2 separate regions of the Mus musculus genome follow, and region 1 is linked to region 2. A link is a contact called in public Hi-C data. All regions are on one chromosome and are shown on one strand. The core of a region is the stretch at or near the end of the contact, and the rest is flanking DNA. Distances in the headings are between cores, read along the strand shown. Region 1 overlaps Aig1 (androgen-induced 1). Region 2 overlaps Adat2 (adenosine deaminase, tRNA-specific 2).

The links. A called contact is a pair of places that touch in the nucleus more often than the background predicts.
Region 1: a contact with region 2 is called in a Hi-C map of uterus, with 2.9 times the contacts expected there. The contact joins two enhancer-like sites. A contact is called at or near these places in 10 of 484 Hi-C or Micro-C datasets (cerebellar granule neurons, cerebellum, cortical neurons and 5 more), 2 of 115 datasets of contacts at active chromatin or transcription factors (the SCID.adh cell line and embryonic fibroblasts) and 2 of 9 other capture datasets (adipose tissue and pancreatic islet).

The regions. Positions count from the first base shown.
Region 1 is chr10:13,721,628-13,725,179 of GRCm38.p6, forward strand. The region is part of intron 3 of Aig1 (androgen-induced 1); the gene reads right to left. Among named protein-coding and RNA genes, the nearest start is that of Aig1, 150 kb to the right of the region's middle. Within about 2 kb of position 1,489, at least 1 of the 459 cell types and tissues checked has an H3K27ac peak or open chromatin away from gene starts, as enhancers often do. A contact at or near this core is called in uterus, where this site is marked.
Region 2 is chr10:13,562,309-13,566,196 of GRCm38.p6, forward strand. Adat2 (adenosine deaminase, tRNA-specific 2) reads left to right here. Exons shown (of 6, transcript NM_025748.4): 5 at 329-401; 6 at 507-1,068. The coding sequence ends at 550. Among named protein-coding and RNA genes, the nearest start is that of Pex3, 11 kb to the left of the region's middle. Within about 2 kb of position 2,548, at least 26 of the 459 cell types and tissues checked have an H3K27ac peak or open chromatin away from gene starts, as enhancers often do. A contact at or near this core is called in uterus, where this site is marked.

The DNA.
Region 1 (3,552 bases), core at 239-2,738, 160 kb after region 2:
AGTTCTATTGATGTGTCTCAACATGCTGGTAGAGTTGCTTTCAAGGGATGAAAGCCTGACTGGACTCAAGCTTTTATGAACCCCTCTAGCTACACTCACTAGAGACCTGCCTCCCCCTTCCCTTCTTCATTTACTTACAAAATCCCAATTATAAAAAGCAGAACCACCACACAGCACTTAATGTTGCAGTGATGAATATTTACGTATGAAGTGATGAATATTTAGGACCTCAGTTGCTCATTAAAGCGCACACTTTAAAAATCATCTCCATCTGTAGACACTCCTAGGTGCAGGTGAGAATGAGAACACACAGAGGGGTTATCAAGGTTTATTCCAGTTGACAGGGCTTAAAAGCACGTGTGTGTGTGTGTGTGTGTGTGTGTGTGTGTGTGTGTGTGTGTGTGTGTATCTAAAGAGGAATGAAATAGTTCCGTGTCCTCATGACACTATTGTACCCAGAACCTTAACAATGACTCCAGATACAAAGGTCCGTGTGTTTTAAGTTACAGCAGCATATTAAAAACTCAGTTTACAAGGTCTTCAGGAATAAGAGCAGATAATTGAAGCCCGGCACCTTTGTTTCCTTGCCGGGCCTTCGGAGCCAGAAATCTTTCGAGAAACAAAACAGTAATGCAGACTTCATACAAAAGGGGAAGTTCAAAAGTAGGTATAGGGCTGGATGAGAGGCTCGGTGGTTAAGAGCACTGGCTGCTTTTGCAGAGGACCTAGGCTTGGTTCCCAGCACCCACATGGTAGCTCACAACCATCCTGAACTCCAGTTCCAGGGGCTCTGAATATCTCTGCCATCTGTGAAAACATCAGATACACATGTGGCACACACACACATGCACGTAGGCAATCATAAAAAAATATGAATACATCTTTTAAAATAATCAAACAAAAAGCCTTTGAAAAACACCCTATCCTGAAGTATGAGAGTTCAAGAATGTCGACTTCTGCAGAAAGCATGCCTGGTGGTGCCTTCCTATCACCCCAGAACTGCAGACACGGCAGGATCAGGAATTCGAGGTCTTCCTTGGCTACTTTCGAATTTGGGGTCAGCCTGAGTTACACGGGATCTTGTTGTGAGAACAAACCAAACAAAAAATAACAAAGACCTTTGACACAATTCTTTCAAAAAATAGCCAGTTATGGGCAAGTCGTACATTTTAAAGGTGTGAGTTTTTGTGCCCTCTACTTATATACTTATTTGGTGAAAATAAGAGCAAAGGTTAAAGTGTCATCAAAGCCAATCATAAGATCTTAGGATTTACAGCCCCACCCCCAGCTGTCCTAAAGAGAGAAAGTGAAGAGTTATCTCAATGTTTCTATCTATTGTTGACACTTTTATAAGAGTTTGTGGTGAAACAAAGCAGATAGGTTCCAGACTTTGTTTTTTAAGAGAACATAATTTTTCCCTTCTGATATTTTAGCATATGCAAAATGGTAAGCACACAGGGCAAGAATCTGCTACAAACTGCAGATGAAATGGGGAATTTTATGTTGGTCGTTCATCTTAGAGGACCCCCCTTCCTCCTCTCGTTCAGCTGTAACTGTTCCATTTTTATTTGCTTGGCATCTGCAGAAGATTTTGTTTGGATTGAGAGCTCAATAACTCAGGCAGAAATTGAAAAATCACCGTGCAAGAAAAATGGCTAAATCTATCAAGATTGAATTTATTGATGGCAAATAAAGATCCATTGTTTGGGTTTGAGATGTCAGTCAGCAGTCCCAGTGTACAATAAAACAGTGGCTTTAGAGATAAGCATACAAACGGACCCAACTAAAATGCAGCCTTGAAAAGACAGAAGACAGCGGTGCAAGTAACTTTAGTCAAGCCAGAGCCTGCTTAGCTTCTGAGATCAAACGTGATAGGGTGCATTCAGGGTGGTGTGGTTGATAAAGAGATGGGAATAATGTTTAAAGTAGCATTCATATTGAATTTCTTCGTTAAAATGCCCTAGCTTTTAATGCCATCCATTTCCCAGCAACTTTTCTTCATCCATACATTAGATGGAAATAGCATGTCTTATGGTACAGGAAGAGCCTCCTTTCCAGTGCTTCGATAGTGCAGTACAACTCTATTAATGGCTTTCCTAGAAGGCAAACCAAGACATTCTGTACTATAGCTACATCATCCATCCATGCATCCATCCATCCATGCATCCACCCATGCAACTCAAATTGAAAAAACAAAACAAAATAACAGAATCAATTGGACAGCCTAGAATCAACACTTAAGAACAGGAAGAAACAACAACAACAACAACAACAACAACAACACAGAGAATAAAAGGAGGAGGAGAAGGAGGAAAAAAAAGCACTCCAGAGTTTGCTCCTCAGGTTGTGTTTAGAGACATCTGCCCAGACCCACCAGCAGGAAGCCCAGGGTTTGATTTCATCACATGCCAGAGGAAGGATCCAATTTAAATGGCTGTCTTACATTTCCCATGATCCCCCTGGGAAGCCAACTTACTCCAAAAGTTCCATTTATGCATAGACAATTCTAGGTGCTACTTTCAGTGGGACCAGGCATGTTAAAGACCTTTGATATAAGTCACATCCTTGAAACGGCTTCGGTTTTCTCCATTTTCCCCAGCTCTCTCCATAATGAGCAAGAACCCCTATTCGTCTTTTGTTTACTGCATCCTAAGCTAGCAGACCCAGGTGATGTAGGAACCTTTTGGTTTCAAGATGCACTTTCTTCTTGAGCAGAAGGGGACCAGCCTTTGAAGAGCTGCAGGTCATTGGGAACTGAGCTCAAGGCACTCCCCATCAGTGACAGGGCAAAAAGAGACTTCAAAACTGGAAAGGGTGTGACTTTGATGAGTATGAAAATTTAAAAGAGTTTTTGCTGCAGGCCTAACACAGAAAGTTTTCTACCCTGAGCAGCAGGGAGAACTGTTATTAGAACTCATGGGATTGAATAAAAACAGAAGAGCAAGCGGGAGCTTCCGGAGATGGGAAACTGTGCTGTTGGGGGTAGAAGTCTTATTTAGTTTTAAGAATTTAAGGATAGTTAGAAATGATTCCTTGAATTATATAGTCTAACTACTTTGATAATGAGTTTGTCTGTTGAAATATTTAGATTATTTTTAACTCCAAATACTGAAGACTCCATAGGATAGTTATACATTGTTGGTCAGCATGAGCCCATGCCTATATATTTCATCTGAGAACAGCCTGCACATTTGCATCATATGAAGTGACTGTGAGTTACTGACAGCAGTGACCATATCATCACTATGTGACAATACTGAAGATCCCACTTATCAGAGAACATGGCCCAAGGTCACACCTTGCAGTTTGGAAAACATAGTCTCACAGGACAATGCTAGCATAAGTAAAAATTGGGTAAAGTAGTTGGGGTAGCATCATATTTAGTATATCTGTGCCAAAATTTGTCTTACAGATGGGCGGTAAGACCTCAAATCCAATTCTACCATTCCTATAAGAAAGTAAGAACACCCCCCCACTTTTTTTTCACAGAACAAAAGGGAACATGGCTATATCTATATTTAGAGAATGGCTATGTGTGGCATTATTTTATGT
Region 2 (3,888 bases), core at 1,298-3,797:
TCTCATTTAATCACTACGTCAAACCTCAAGTCCAGTTACACAGCACGGAGGGTTTAAGTAGTGCTCTCTAGCGTAGTATTTACACTACAGTTTAAGTGATTAGTATTAGTGGTTGAGATGTTTGGTTCAGGCTGGGTGCCCATTCTCTTGGAAATGTATGTCCTTAGTCGTGCTTTTATTTGTCCCAAGTAATGAACACTGTATGGAGTCCCCGTATGTCGTTGTAACTGTGTATGTCCCCGTATGACGTTGTAACTCCCCACTGTGGAGACACATAACCCACATCCAGTCATGGCTGACGCTCACTTCACGTTCCTCCCTTCATCAGTGCATCCCTGGGTACCGAGCTGAGGAGGCTGTGGAGCTCCTAAAGACCTTCTACAAACAGGAGAACCCAAATGGTGAGTTTTCTCCTGGTGGAGTGTCTCACCGAAACACGACTCGCTGTGACGGAAGCTTCCTATCCCTTGCTTTTCACTTAGCTGACTTTTTTTTTTTCCTTTCAGCGCCAAAATCAAAAGTTCGGAAAAAGGATTGTCAGAAATCCTGATTCTGTAATGATCAACGTCTAGTACAGTTTGGAGACCTGGACAGAATTCCTGACCGAGAGCCGCTGACGTCGCTGGTCACGTTTATATGTTATTACTGTGTGTAAAAATGGTGTCGCTCGTCATTTGCTCTGTTAAAGGAACAAATTAGCCCTTTTAAAAATGTCTGGCAATGTAAACAACCGTGAGCTCTTCCACCAAGCTGAAAGACTATTTCCAGGAAGGGGCGGGATTAAGGTTGAGGTCCCAGAGATCCGCAAGCAGCGCCGCCCTTCACCCACAGCCTCAGTTAGCTCTGGCTTAATGAAGCTTTTTGTGGCTGTGAAGAGGGCCAAGTGGTGAAATGCTTGCCATGCAACCATGAGGATTGGGTCCCCATCAGTGCCAGGTGGGTGGTTTGGTGGCCTGCCTGTGATTCCAGTGCTTGGAAAACAGAGATGGGCTTCCGAGATCCCAAAGCAAGCTCTGGGGTCAAATGAGAGATATTGCCTCGATAATTCATGTGAAGAGAGATCTAGGAGGAACCTGGTGTCATCCTTAGGCGTCACGTGTTCATACGTCAACCCAGATGCAGGCACATCACACGTGACACCGTGACACACCTACACATGCCAAACAAAAAGGGACAAATCTCTGGAAGATTGATCAAGATCAAAACAGGAAGTAGAAGAAAGAGAGAAAGCTTTGACATTTTACTGAGTGCATTCAGACCAGGTCCTGCACCGGACTCCACAGCACAGGCACCTCCTCGGGCTTGTCCTGACTTGTATTGACTTTGTATATGAATGACCAGGCATGTCCAGGGTTCATGTGGGTGTGAGGCAGAGGCGACTCTCAGGTGCTGTTCCTTAGATGCAGGGCCACCACTCCTTCCTTCCTGCCTTTTTTTTTTTGAAAGAGAAGATTTCTTGAAATTTACCATTCAGCTAGGTAGGCTGTCCAGGAATGCCCGGGCTCCACCTGTGGCCTCTAGTACAGGAATTACAGGCATGCACCACCATGCTCCCTCCCTCCCTCCCTCCCTCCCTCCCTCCCTCCCTCTTCTCTTTGAAATGTGAATTTTGGAGCTTGAACTCAGGTCCTCCTGCACTTGACTGACTGAGATAGCTCCCCAGCCCTAGAACAATTTTAAAGAGTATCTAGATAAAACAGATGCTTATAAAGCAAGTGTTTGAGTCGTTTTTAGAAATATCATAGCATATTGCTACAATAAAGTTTTATTCATTGCCCTCTTTCAAGAGGAATAGACTTTAAATAGTGAGTGCTGGACAGATGGCTCAGGAGTTAAAAATAAATACTGCTTTTCCAGAGGATACAAGTTTGGTTGCCAGTATCACCTCTGGGCAATTTACAATCTCTAATTCCAGTTCCAGGGGAACCAGTACCCTCTTCTGGTTTCTGTGGGTACCAACACTTACATGTGCACACAATTCTACTACAGACACACACACACATAAAAGTTCTCAAGGAGAAAATTGAAAGTGGAGTAGTTCCTTACCATGGAGCAACTACTCCTTTAACGTCCATTTCTTCCCTTACTCTCAGAACAAAGACCTTATATTCTTCAGAGCGAGAAATGAAAATAGTCCGTTATATAATTTGCTGGAGGATGACACTTACTGCTGGACATAATGGTGCACACTGCAGCCCCACTACTGGGGAAGTCGAGGCAAACGAATCATGAACTCAAGGCCTGGGCTATGTAGGGACCACCAGCCCTCCCCCTCACCCCCTCCCCTGCCAACGCCCCAGTTAGAACCAGTTGCTGGTCGGAATAAGAATGCAGGAATGATGGTTACAAGATTGCATAAAATGATCCATTGAATCCGAAATAACAAAGCTATTACTCTTTTCAAATGCGGATGATGAAGCTTAAATTGAGTATCTAAAAATTTGACCTCTCAACAAAATCTCTGATAAGGGTCACTGGAGCAAGGTGCGGCTTTTCCGCGCCGTCCTGGGCGCAGTGTGCCTCTCTGCCCAGAAGGGGGCCTCGCTGTTCCACCACAAGGCCAGTGCCAGCGCAGCCTCAGTTTCTTCAGCGCGTTCAAGTCCTTGATGCAAAGCGGCTGTGTTTGTTGACTCTGCCATTTGAGCGCTGTCTCCGACTTGTTTGTTTTGAATTACATTACAGGCTGGAATGTGATTGTGGCGGTAGTATTTTTAAATTGCCCGGGGGAGCAGCTAATCACAGTTACATGCTTCAGAGGATTTATAATTGCGTGGTTTTGTGCGCGCGTGTGTTTTTAACAGCATTTCAGAAGTTTTATGAGCGAAGAGTACGCAGGATTTTAAATTTACAATAATGGTCTGTGCACCTTCTCTTCGGTTTTAGCTACTTTAAAGACTCTCTTCTCATTAAGTTTTAGTGCCTTGACTAGTGTGTTCCTTTCTGCAGTTGGTCATAATTCATTCCTGGCTCCCGTGCTCTCCTGCAGGCAGACATCATTATATGTACTGACTTCATATCATTTGGGGGGAATTATTTGTGCTCGAAACAACCTGAGATCTTATCTTTGTAGAGTACCATCAGATTATTCTGGCTCATGATAAACCTTTAAGAGTAAATTTAGCTTGAATTTAGGGAGAAAATAATAATAATAATAATAATAATAATAATAATAATAATAATAATAATAATAAAGGTAAAAGCATAGAGCCAGAAACATGTGGCCGTTATTTCATCCGAGAGACAAGAACTGCTCAGGAAGCAGAGAGGTAACCAGAAAATAAGGCAGTGTACGTGTTTTCCCTTTCTGGTTTTAACAGATGGCTAAGTAGCATTTCCTAGTTCCTAAGCAGGGCTGAATGGTTTCCTTTCCATTTACCACCTTTAAAATTCTCTTTCCAGTCACTGACAAAAGAGCTTTTGCACACAGGCATAGTTTCCTGTGGAAAAATCGCTGTGGGTCGATTGCTGTAGTTAGGGATTAGTGCTGCCACCTCAAGATCACAATGGATGTCATAGACACCAAATGTGCAGAATTCAAAAGCCACGTCCACATGTCGGTGAGGAGCTATAGATATGTACATAGCAAAACTGTGTGTGTTCAGTGTCTTCCAGTAGGCTCTGCTGTAGTGTCGAACACGGAGGCCCACCTCAAAAGCTTGCTTGAAGGGACCAAAAAAGAATCGTACTTCGTGCATGAGATAGTTAGGAAGGCATAGAACATAGACAGCCTGTAGAGCCATGTGCCCTGCTAAAGAGAAATTGGGGAGAAACTGTCACATCTAAGCTGCTGGAGTATCCCAGATTACTGGGTCCAATCAGCGATGAAAAGTCATGTCAAGATATCTTTGCACTTCCCGACTTGTACACTTGAAATATGAAGAAAACAGC